Regions from separate parts of the Mus musculus genome. Here regions 1 and 2 are each linked to region 3. Evidence: chromatin contacts called from public HiChIP or PLAC-seq and promoter capture Hi-C data. All regions are on one chromosome and are shown on one strand. The core of a region is the stretch at or near the end of the contact, and the rest is flanking DNA. Distances in the headings are between cores, read along the strand shown.

The links. Promoter capture Hi-C pulls out the DNA fragments that hold promoters and counts their contacts. HiChIP or PLAC-seq counts read pairs in DNA pulled down with a chosen protein or histone mark.
Region 1: a promoter capture Hi-C map of second pharyngeal arch cranial neural crest shows a contact between it and region 3. The contact joins the enhancer-like site here to the promoter of Cryz in region 3. A contact is called at or near these places in 10 of 39 promoter capture datasets (cranial neural crest, embryonic stem cells, frontonasal cranial neural crest and 5 more), 10 of 115 datasets of contacts at active chromatin or transcription factors (T-cell acute lymphoblastic leukemia, craniofacial prominence, embryonic basal ganglia and 4 more) and 1 of 9 other capture datasets (adipose tissue).
Region 2: a contact with region 3 is called in an H3K4me3 HiChIP or PLAC-seq map of the SCID.adh cell line, with 6 times the contacts expected there. The contact joins the enhancer-like site here to the promoter of Cryz in region 3. A contact is called at or near these places in 16 of 39 promoter capture datasets (3T3-L1-derived adipocytes, the C10 cell line, the HPC-7 cell line and 10 more), 1 of 15 datasets of contacts at CTCF or cohesin (embryonic stem cells), 1 of 484 Hi-C or Micro-C datasets (bone marrow-derived macrophages), 19 of 115 datasets of contacts at active chromatin or transcription factors (the SCID.adh cell line, T-cell acute lymphoblastic leukemia, cardiomyocytes and 11 more) and 3 of 9 other capture datasets (adipose tissue, liver and pancreatic islet).

What each region holds. Positions count from the first base shown.
Region 1 is chr3:154,302,954-154,306,972 of GRCm38.p6, forward strand. Lhx8 (LIM homeobox protein 8) reads right to left here. Exons shown (of 9, transcript NM_010713.2): 9 at 3,340-4,019. The coding sequence ends at 4,006. Among named protein-coding and RNA genes, the nearest start is that of Lhx8, 26 kb to the right of the region's middle. Within about 2 kb of position 2,443, at least 15 of the 459 cell types and tissues checked have an H3K27ac peak or open chromatin away from gene starts, as enhancers often do. A contact at or near this core is called in second pharyngeal arch cranial neural crest, where this site is marked.
Region 2 is chr3:154,268,373-154,272,206 of GRCm38.p6, forward strand. Slc44a5 (solute carrier family 44, member 5) reads left to right here. Exons shown (of 22, transcript NM_001081263.1): 22 at 1,611-3,350. The coding sequence ends at 1,714. Among named protein-coding and RNA genes, the nearest start is that of Lhx8, 60 kb to the right of the region's middle. Within about 2 kb of position 1,804, at least 11 of the 459 cell types and tissues checked have an H3K27ac peak or open chromatin away from gene starts, as enhancers often do. A contact at or near this core is called in the SCID.adh cell line, where this site is marked.
Region 3 is chr3:154,594,803-154,598,490 of GRCm38.p6, forward strand. It overlaps Cryz (crystallin, zeta), which reads left to right and starts at 1,909. Exons shown (of 9, transcript NM_009968.4): 1 at 1,909-2,482. Tyw3 (tRNA-yW synthesizing protein 3 homolog (S. cerevisiae)) reads right to left here and starts at 2,296. Exons shown (of 6, transcript NM_172474.5): 1 at 2,051-2,296. The coding sequence starts at 2,224.

The DNA of each region.
Region 1 (4,019 bases), core at 1,193-3,692, 290 kb before region 3:
TTTAATTAGTGCTGCCCTCAGCCTTGGTCAGAGACGCTTCTCTCTGGTTGTCAGCTAATGCAGACTCATAACCAGCCCAAGTGACTATGAAATGAGCATCCCTAAGTGAGACGTGTGTGTCAGCTGCCTCCTCTGAGAGTTAGCAAACTTCAGGAAGGAGGTGCAGAGACTGCAGGTGATGGAGGGTAGGGTGGTGGGCAGTTGGGATGCCACCTGGCAGTAAGTGACTGATGCACCCATGAAGTCACTGCAGAAGATCAAACCAGTGTGATCAGTGAACGTTCCAACAGGCAGGCCTAACTGGATTCAATGGCTCGTGAATAAAAAGAGGGGACATTAGAGGGGGGAAGGGGCTGCTGGGGGAGGGGAACATTAAAGGGGGGAGGGGTACCTTGGGAGGAGTGGAGAGGGGAAGTTGAAGATGGATGTGTTCGAGACACATTGTTTACACATATGAAATTATCAAAAGAAGGTATTCTAATTTAAAAAAATTGTATAAAATGGAAAAATCAGGTTATAAAATAGGACTGTGTGTGAACATAGTAAATATCTTTTTACATGCTATCCAGCATCCCTAAACTTTGCTATTGTTTTTTAGTATTTGTATGTATGTATGCATGTGTGTGTGTGTGTGTGTGTGTGTGTAGGCAATGATGGGGTATCTTCTATTCTACATCTTAGGTTTTTTTATTCATTAATTCAAGTTTTTTGTTTAAAAATAATTATTTATTTTATGCATATGAGTACATTGTCACTGTCTTCAGACACACCAGAAGAGGGCATCAGATCCCATTACAGATGGTTGTGAGCCACCATGTGGTTGCTGGGAAATGAACTCAGGACCTTTGGAAGAACAGCCAGTGCTCTTAACTGAGCCATCTCTCCAGCCCCCACCTTAGTTCGAGACGGTGTCTCCTACTGAACCTGATACTTGCTGTTTGAGCTGGGATGTGTGACCAGCAAGCTCCCAGGAGCCACAAGCTTTTGTCCCTCCCAGTGCTAGAGTTAAGGACGTGTGTGGCCACACCCAGCTTTTACATGGTAGATAGGCATTTGAACTCAAACCTTCTTGCTTCAACTGTTTAGCCACTGGTGACTGAAATTCTGCTTTTCCAGGCTCCATCTCTGGAGGGACAGGGTCGCAGGCATGTGCCATCATACCTGGGTTTTAATGGGCTGAAGACTGAACCGGGACCTCATGCAGAGTGGACACTCTATCAACTGAACTCAGTTTCAGCTCCTGTGCCTAAGACTCAGATGCAGATCCGTTTCCCTGAAACTTTAGTTGTACAATTTCAGATCCTTTACCTCCTGCGGTCGGCATGTTGAGAACTTTTTCTGAGCTAATATACATTCAGGAGAATATTGCCATCTAAAAGACCTCAAACAACACAGAAGTGCTTCTTTCCCAACTGGTAAGGCCCTCACACCATAGCAAACATCTCGAGACCCCCACCTAATCTCATAATTCTACTCCAGTAATTATATACACTGTGTGCCAAGAAATGCTACAGCTATCAGCTTTCAAATGCCTATAACAATTTTTTTAAAGTATGAACTATGATTCTACCTCACAGTGTTTATTATGGAATACTCAACTACGTGTGCTTATAATTTATAATAATATGGGATTTTAAGAATGGCATTTGTGAAATGTAAGATTATTGTTGTTAATGGCACCTCGTCCGACTAACAAGCATGGCTTAAGAGCCCCGAGTCGAGTTTCCCTGTTTGAGTAGGAAGCTTGATTCCCAAGGCAAAAGTCACCCGACCCTCCCAGCTTCGTGGTTTTAAGGGTATTAAAATGCTCTAACTGCCTTGGTGTTGTAGGTCTCCACCAGCAGGGTTTGAGATCTTTCTAGAACCCTTGTTTGCTGCACCTACTGGTAAAATGAATATCTTAACTCTTCTCTGTTCTCTTCATGTCGAAAGGAAAGCTGTTATCTGGCCCCTTCTCATGCAACAACAGAAAGCCCCTCCCTCCCACCAGCACCAAAACTACTCCACTGCCTCCAGTTCTAACCCAGTGTATATGATGTTCACACCGGGTTCACACCGGGCATGGCAGCTCAGACAAACTTGACCTTCTGGTGACTTTCTGTGTAAAGTTCAGACACAGCCACAGGCTCCTGTCCCCTGACACTGTCAATTCTGTATCCATCTCTTGTCGTTAATGATGCTTGGTGCAGGGAATATAAGCCTCATCCATTCGCAGAGCTTTGAATCTCTGCTGAAGAACTCTGACTCCAGCTTTGAGATTTATCTTCGGGAGTTTTAAAAACCCTGACAAATTCAGGGAAAAGGGCAGTGGAGAGAAAAGTCTTGCCTCTGAGCCCCTCCCAGGCTGAGGATGCCAATAACACACAGCTGGGGTGGGGGTGGGGGTGCTCTCAAGCTGCCCAGGGCTGAGCTCGGCTGATCCACGGGAGCTGGCTCAGACATCTGGGAAACGTAAAGCTGACATCACCACCCTTCCCTGCCTATGTCAGGTAGTGAGACCCAAGGAGACCAGCATCAATCTCCCAACAGCTCAGAGTGACTTTTAGTTCTGCTATTTGGACTTTGGTCAAAGGGATTGCAACCAGAACAGCAGGTTGAAACAAGAAAATTGTTCCTCCTTTCTTCCACTGGGACGTGCAGCTCCTTGCACGAGGCAGACTGTCCGTCTAGTTACTTGTGCCCATGTGACTGCATTCTGGCTGCATTTATGATGAGTAGGCTGCAATTACAAATACTTCACTATTACTTCCAGTCCCCAGCCAGATGTGCATCTGCTCCCTAAGCAAGCACGCAAGCCCAAGAGTCACACTCTCTCTACGTGGCAGCGTGGCGCTGTGCACCTTCGTAGTCAGAGAGAAGCGCCTATTGCCTACGCACAGGGTAAAGTCCTGGGGTTACAATTTAGAACCGAGAAGTTTGTTCAGGGTTGGGAGGGAGGGGGGAAAGCAGTTACTTGGAAAGCAAAACCAAAACAAACCCAGAGCCCTTGTTCTAGAATCTCTACTCAAACTCAAATCCTTCTGGTTTCTTTAAAACTCTGAAGAAATATATGATTTAGCTACATTCCATGTTTAGAGCAGGGCGCTCCAACCGTCATTCTGAAGAGCACTCTGTGTTTAAGCTCACATTAATTTGAGCTAGTTTGAAAGTTATTAGAGGCCAAATGAGATGTTTTCACGTGGGCTTGTTTTTGTTGTTAAGAATAGTCATCTACAAATAGGTTTCCCAATAAAATGTACCCATAACCCTGTTTTCAAAAGAAAACAGCTTTAAAAAAAAAAAAAGAATTAAGAGCAATTTACTGGTGACAATACACACAGAAGAGAAGTGGGCAGCAACTTTCACAAGGATGCAAAGTGTTTAATGAACTTAGGATGGTAGGCTTTGTAAACTAGAGTGTTATTTACAGCTAGAACTCCAAGTGCAGGCACCCCGTGGGTGTGCGCGGCATGCTACAACGGACGTGCCTTCAGCTTGTCCCGAAAACACTGGCAAAATAAATTTCAGTTGCAAATTCACAGATACAAGCTTCAAGGTATAAAGTTGTATATGACAAAAAATACAGATAATATTTATAACAATAACTTACAGGTACAAACTAATGATAAACTACAGTTTCACAAAGGATTGTAAACGTTTTGCACACGATCAGTCCTGCCTTTCAGGCAAAGTGCTCTTTTGGTGACAAATAAGTTAATAGACACACACTCGAGCCAACTATCTCCAGACAATACAAAAAAAAATGTTTTGACTTGTTTTCTTCTTTGTAAACATAAGTTTTACAAAAAAAAACCAAAATGAAGAATCAATAAAAGTGTCTTGCAGGCCAACTCTAGATACATACCTGGGCAGCGAGAGGATGTTCGAAATGCTTTGAGTGTTAAATAAAAAATTAACATTAATATCTTCTCAATGGTATTTTATACATAATAAATGACAAGTTTATAACCTCAATCATTTCTATCCCTGAAAGAAGGAATTAGGTATGACTTATTGGCAGCTGGGTCATTGGATGGGGT
Region 2 (3,834 bases), core at 554-3,053, 330 kb before region 3:
CCTCTCCATTACTGTGAAGCTCTGGCCACCTGAGAATATCTGAACAGAGCAGAAATGGCTGCCTCCCTCACCTCTCGCCTCCCCTGAGCTTCCTCACACAGTCATGCAGAAGGCCCGTGGATTCTCCTTTGCATGGGCACGCCCAGGCACAAGGTCGAAGTTCGACTTTTAGTGAGGGAGGAAATCGGATGAAGGTTCAGAGCAGTGGCCTCCTATCAGGTTCAGAGCAGTGGCCTCCTATCAATCAGGTATCGCTTCTGGTGCTTCCTGGGGCTATGCATGTTTCAGATCAAGAGTTCTTGCATCACCACAGCCCCAGGGCTTAGAATGGAAGCTGGTTTGTTGTGGCCATGCCTAAATCTCACACGGTGCAGAAAAGTGGGAATTGGATTCGCACGCGTTGCATGCTTTTCCCTGTGTGTAGAATTGGGCCAAGTATAAAGAGGCCCTCCACAGAGCACAGGGTTAGCCGGTGCCCTTTTGGTTTTGACACTAAACTCACGTCAGATTGTCTATATATTATTAGTGCAATGTGTGGCCATCAATATAGCCCACGCATTTGAGAGTCTGAAATATATCCTTGTGTTATAAGTTGATATAAATGCTAATTTTCTTACCCTGAAGTGTGCGAACCTAGATTTAGAATGGTGGTATGGCATCTTCCTACATAGAACCAGTAATTCCAGAAGGTTTTCGAAGTATTGGTCCACAGGAGTCACTAGCTTCTTCTTGGCTTGCTTTATTGAGATTATTAGTCCCAAATGTCACCTGTCATTTTCTTTTTCCTTGATAACAGAGAAAAGCAATCACTTATCTATTTTTCTTGCATTTTAATAGTATTTTATTTACAGCCATGCAAGGACCTCAATAAAAATCTATGGCAATGGTGACATATAGTGAGCCTGTAGCTAGCTGCAGGGTCTACCTAACTCACGAGCTTGTGTTAGGATGTGGACCACTCTCTGGACCATGATAAGACCCTCTAGTTGATTCAGATACATGCAAAAGTTGTGAAGTTGGCTATAGATCAGATATAAGAAATTATCTGTCTGGTTTGCTGTGTTATAGTATACTCCCACTCAGAAAAATAGTCTCCGTTTGTTACTTCTATAATTAAAATGCATACAGTAAGAATGAATGTTGTTTTTGAGAAGAATTTTAGAAGCCATTTTTCTTACACAGCAATTAAAGTTTTTTGAAACACAGAGCAATATTTCCAGAACTGTTTATGGAAGGATTTGAGATCACACACAAAGGTCTCTTTGCCGAGGCTTTACAATCTAAATTGCCATTGGCCAAACAAAGGCAATTTGGAAATAGATGCTGTAATTTAGAAAGTGAATTTGGATGGGGAGTAAATGTTATTTCTTAAGTCATTCTATGGAAATGCTTGAACTGTCGCCAGAACTGACCTGGGACACAGAATGAAATGATATCTTATCGATGTAATAATAAGGGCTGATTGTTTTCTCATAGCTGTTTACAATGAACGCTGATGCTGTCTAAAGGAGCGATGTTTGGCGTTGCTGTGCAGCGGGTGGGCAGCAGGTGGCGATGTTGCTCCTCCCACCGCTTCGCTGCTCTATTGACTTTGCCCTCCTCCCTCCTAGTGGAAGACCTAGAAAGAAACGAAGGCTCTCCTTCAAGACCCTATTTCGTGACTCCGGCTCTAATGAACATTTTGCTGGAGCAGGGCAAGATCAAGAAGCAGTAGGAGAGCCAGCTGGATATCCTGCTGCCTGTGTCGCCTCCCACACTGTATCCGTCCAACACACCTTCCCGTAGTGCTTTGGTTGGGGACGTTCGTATCCCCGCCTTGCTGGCTTGCTTTTGCATCTTATACCAAAGCCCCACACTGTAGCCTGTGAAGCCATCAGAAGTCACAAGGGGATTGTTAATTACATGCAACATTTTTATACTAAGATCTTTCGTTTTGTAATTTATTATTATTATTATTATTATTATTATTATTATTATCATTTTTACAGAGAGTGACTTGGATGTTTTGAAAAAAATATTGAATACATTCATAATCTTTTTAATAGTAACTCCATGAAGGATACATGATCTAAATTGATAGCTCCTAGTGTATTTTTAAAGACGACAACTAAAAGACTTCTGTAGGGAAAATTGGTAATTAAAGCAAGATAAATGTTTTTTAAGGCCCTTCCCCGCCTCCTGTTTGACAGTCAACGGGTTAAGCGGACCACCCGCTTTGGTCTTTGCATCCTGTGAGAGCTGCCAGTCAGTCCTTCAGCCCTTACCACTCAATTCTCTCAGTGCCTTCCTGGCTGGTCAGTACTTCCCGGATCTTGTGAGCAAGTGGACAGACCTCGTTTGAAAGAAATTAAACTTTAAACCCTGCAATGCTGAGTGATGACAAGTCTCATGCTTCTTTTGTTTTGTTATTTTTGTTTTGTTTTTGATGTTTTGTTTGGCTTTGTTTTGTTTTGTCTTGCTCACTGACTGGACTCCACTAGCCATGACACTACCTTTGATATCCTCCTCATCAAAGGAGTACACTGTGTGATACAAACAATTCCCCTTGTGCCTAGTGGATATTCACAAATGGGTGCCACACGCAACACGCAACACGCAAAGCAGCCTGAACGAACATGTGTTGGATTTGTCTTTGTTTTTACTAAAAGAAGTTTTAAAGTATAATCTTTTCTATAGCGGTTCCTTTGAAATATGGGTCGGCATGCACACGTCTGGTGTCTCACCCATACCTGAAGGGGAAGCCTGTGGGAGTTTCACAGGGCAACTTTCCCTCTGAGGGGAAGCTGTGTGCTGGGCTGGAAAGCCCCATTACCTGTGGCTCTTCTATCCTGTTATGGATTGTCAGTTCCACTAACTTTTATACGAAACAACCTGTTTACCTGTCAGTTTTTTATTGTGCCAATAGAAACTGGAACGGTTTTTAATTCAGTTTTGAATAATTTTATGAGGATTGCTAAGTTTTAGGAGAACTTGACTCAGTTCACCAACTCAGCAAGTCACCCGAGAAGGGGATCAGTGAGAGTCAATCAACAATACCTACTGTTGTTTATTGATGGTTTGTTGAAAACTCACTTTAGATACCTTTATACCAAAAAGCTCCCACTGGCGCCTTGCAGTGTGGGCTCACCACCCCCTACCCCCACCCCACGCCACGCCTGGTGGTTTGGGCTCTGCTGAGCCCATGGTGGTGTGGGTTGTGTAGTTAGTGTGTCTCTGCTATGCAGGAACACTGAAAGCATAGGGTCTAAATACCTTTGATAGATAAAATGGTTGATATTTAATAAAATTTGTTGGTACTTATTGTATATTTGGCTTCTTCTAATAAAGATTTCCATAAGAGACAAATAAAAGGGCTGAACTTTGATTTCTTTAAGAGCACGCTCTCTTTCTTTCTTTCTCTCTCTCTCCGTGTGTGTGTGTGCGCGTGTGTGTGCATGTGTGTGTACATGCACATTTGTGTGGGAAGCTTGCATGTCACTCTTTCTCAGGCACCATTCATATTGGGTTATTTTGTTTTGTTTTGGTTGTTTGGAAGTGTTTCATTATTAGTATTATTGTTATTATTATTATTATTATTATTATTATTATTTATTTATTTTTAAAAGTGTTTGTGAAGATTTAGAACAAGGCCATTCATTCATCTTCTATTTACAGATTAGGCTGGGTTTCCAGGCCAGTGAGCCTCACAGATCTTTCTGTCTCTGCCTCCCCAGTGCTAGGATTATAAACAAGCACCATCCTGCCTGGTTCTTGTCTGTGACTTTAGTCACACACACACACACACACACACACACACACACACACACACACCCTGCCCAGCTTTGGTTTCAGACC
Region 3 (3,688 bases), core at 659-3,158:
TATGAATGGCAGCTGAGCACACCTACCCTGGGTCACAAGCCTCTCTGGGCATGTGTTTGCTGGAAGAAAAGGATGAAGGACTTATATGTTAGCAGTATTTCACCATAAAAAAGTGAAAAAGGGAGAAGGCACCTCCTGTAGAACAGGGTGGCTAACACTACGGAAGGCCGACCATTTGCTGACGTCTGGGATGGGCACACCTTTCGACATGTTCCTCACCACTATGGAAATGTATTTGAGATCCCTAAAGTAGACTGCATATGCAAAGCAGCGAGGAGCAATGTGTCAAAGCTCTGGAGAGGCTGTCATTCCAACAGCGACCTAAACACTGCTTCTTTGCAAATTCTAATCGGTATATACAGATCCTTCCCTCAGAGTCTGCAAAGGGAGAGCAGAAAACCACACACATGAAGACCACCGCATCTCTACAACAACCACGCACACAAAGCTCTGGAGGCTCCTCTGGGAGCTGGTGGGGGAAGCGTGGGCCCTGAACGACCGGTTTTCATAGTGAGGCTCTAGGAACATGGGCTGGCTGTTATAAACAACCTCCGAGCCAAATGAGTGGTTTATGCTTAGCAAATGTACACAATGTCACACCACGACTTGGAACATCTCTGGCTTACCTATGTTTTCTCCACCCTGATTTTTTTTTTCACTTTCCTTCTTTTCTAATAAAGCAGAGTAAAAATAAATAGCCACCAAGTATAAGATACATAAGCTAGACAAGGTTCAGAAAGCATCCTATGACAACTCAGAATGGACAGCCACTCTTAAGTGGGCACTGTGCTTGTCTGCACCTCTTTCTGTGTCTGGCATAACAGTGGAGCTTGGAGAGTCGTGTCTCAGCTATGTAGATATAGGGGAAGCATTATAGGACAGCTACTCCAGAAGCTGAGGCAGGAGGACCACAGGTTCCAGGAGTTCTTGGTCTATTAAATGTGTTCAAGATCAGTCTATGCAGCTTTGAAAGATCCTGTTTTAGAAGGTTTAAAAAAAAAAAAAAACAAAAGGTAGGGAGGAGGCTGGAAGTTTCACTCAGTGGTAGAGTGTTTGCTGAGCATGATCGAGACCCTAAGTTCGGTTCTCAGTACTCTGCCACTCCTAAATGAAGAACAGGAACAAGACAAAGACAAGTAACTAAAGAAAATAGTTCAATCTTGGCAGTTGGTTAAAATGAGGAAAGGATTGCAGGTTACAGAACAATATAAATTTGGATTTTCTAAAGTAAATTCTGCTTAAAAATGAAAATATATAAAATATATATCATATTCTATTATGATTATATTTTGTATAATCATAATTATAATATGTTTTCATTATAGATATTTTACACATAGTATATACATATATATTTATACATTTATAAATATATTATACATATATGTGTATGCATCCCTCATATGCATATACATATGAATGTGTTGTGAAACATGGCTTGGAGAAGAGACAACAGTGTTTTGGAGACTCGTCTGAATAAACCCAGGCAGGGCAGTTGTAGAAGAGGTGTGGGCAGCTAGCTTGTGAGCAAGAGTGTCCATGAACAGAACGGGAGTGGTGGAAGCAATATAAACATGAACAGACCTCGATAATCTGGGACTTCAGTACGTGAAGAACCAAGCGGAACCTAGCGACTTTTAACCAGCAATATGGGGCCAGGCACGATGAGAAATGTTGGAAATAAATTACCCTATTTCACGTGTTGTCTAGTTATCCTGTGTTGTGGGACAGGAAGAGGATGAGAGCGTGCAGCCAGGGGCTTTGACCATGTATCTACAGTACTGTTTCATTTAGAGCTAAAATGCCCAGGGCTGTAATAATGACACCGGCCACCAGGGGGCAGCGACCCCTTAACCTTCGGGCGCCCATCTCATAGCGACAGTGATTGGGTTAGCGCGGCTCGAGGGCGAGCGTGACCGAAGGGACTTGGAGACTCGAGCTCCTCCAGCGCTCTGTAAATCCAATCCCCAGCCTTCGCCACTTAAGCTAGCTCCACCATCACCCGGAGGACGCATTAGCATTGCACAGCCTCCCCCGGCCCGGGCCTCACCCCGTCCAGAAGGAGGATGCGCCCTGCGCAGGAGCTGGTGGTGAAAAACTCTTCCCGCGAGTTCAGGAGCTCCACCACCTCCACCGCGTCCTCGTCCACACTGCCCTTGCGGCTAAGGTCCGCCTTGCTCAGACTCTGCGCCTTCCACCGGCCGAACTCCGCGCTACGGTCCATGAGCGAGCGAGCGAGCTGGGGTCGGCTTTCTGCTCTGGAATGCGCCTTCTTCTCCATGGGCGCAGCCATATTGCCGCCACGGTGGCCGGAGAGGACCAAAGTTCCCCATTGGCGCAACCAGGAGCAAGACGTGCGCCGCCAGACCGTACAGGCGTAAACCGAGAGGGGGAGCCTAGCGAAGTTAGGGAAAGCCAGCCCACCTCTTTCCCCACAGACCTTCTGGAGCTTAGGAGGTTTTGTTTCCTACTCTAGAGGAGGGTAAGTCACCCAGGACCGCAAGCAAGGTCCTACTCTTGTCTGCCGGGAGGCTTTTTTTTTTTTTTTTTTCTTTCTTTCAAGTTCTAGGCTCCAGGAGATCTATCTGCACTGGAGAACTGCACAGCAGGCGGCCGGTGGTTCCGACTGGGGTAGCTGCCTACTGATGCCTGGGGATTTCTGCCGCCACCCAGGCACTCGCGCCCCAACTCCGGGTTCACAACTTCCCAGGTGCAGGTAGAGGAGGTCTGTGTTCTGTCCTCCGGTGTGTATGCAGTGGGCGTTGTTATTCCTATTTTTAGACATAGTGGCACCCACCTACAGTAGTCTTCAAAAGAAAGAAGAGAGACCTAGAGAGAGTCAGAGACAGAGGGACACAGAGAGGGACAGAGTTAGAAAAACCTAATACATTGTTAACTACATCTTGCGCATTTACAGTTCCCAGAGTTCCTGCCTCAGTCTTGTGACCAGAAAAGACCTGTTAATGATTGAAAGTGCAGAGGCCACTGTGTGGACTTCGTGTCCACCTCGAGCCCCTGAAGCCACCATAACTCCCCGCTGGCTCCTGCCCTAGGAAATGCAGCTTGTAGCAAGCAGCATTCTGTCACACTGAAGCGGGGCCTGCCCTGTCCATGAGATGCTGCAGGGGTACAGAGTGATCAGTGTGAAAGCAAGACCGTGACAACATCATATAGCCAGAAGACTTGGACTGGATACTTTAATTTTCATCATTTATTCGTGTTTCCAAGTTAATAGTAAGCCACAAGCTTCCATGAGCCATTCTGGAACAGTGGCAGTACATTTTATAACTATGAGGCCTCTTTTTTAGTCTTCATTTAAAACTCTCTCTAGAAATCAATTTTATTTTATTTTGCTCTTTTTTCCACACCGTGTGTATTCCTGGTGCACTCAAAGGACAGAAGAGGGTATTAGATCTCCTGGGACTGGAGTTAGAATAGGTTTCGAGCCTGAGTCACCAAGTTGGTGCTGGAAAGCCAAATGAAGCCCTCAGCAAGAGGATAACAAGTGTTCCTTGCCGCTAGCCCTAACCTTGGCCCTCTGCACTTCATTAGTAATATGTCTTTCCTCTTGAGTTTGAGAGTTGACTCACTAACTCTATGTTAAGATATACATACGTCTAACATATCCCCTACCCATTTAACTTTCATTTAAACCAATGAATGAGTTTCAATCAGTCTAGAGGAGGAA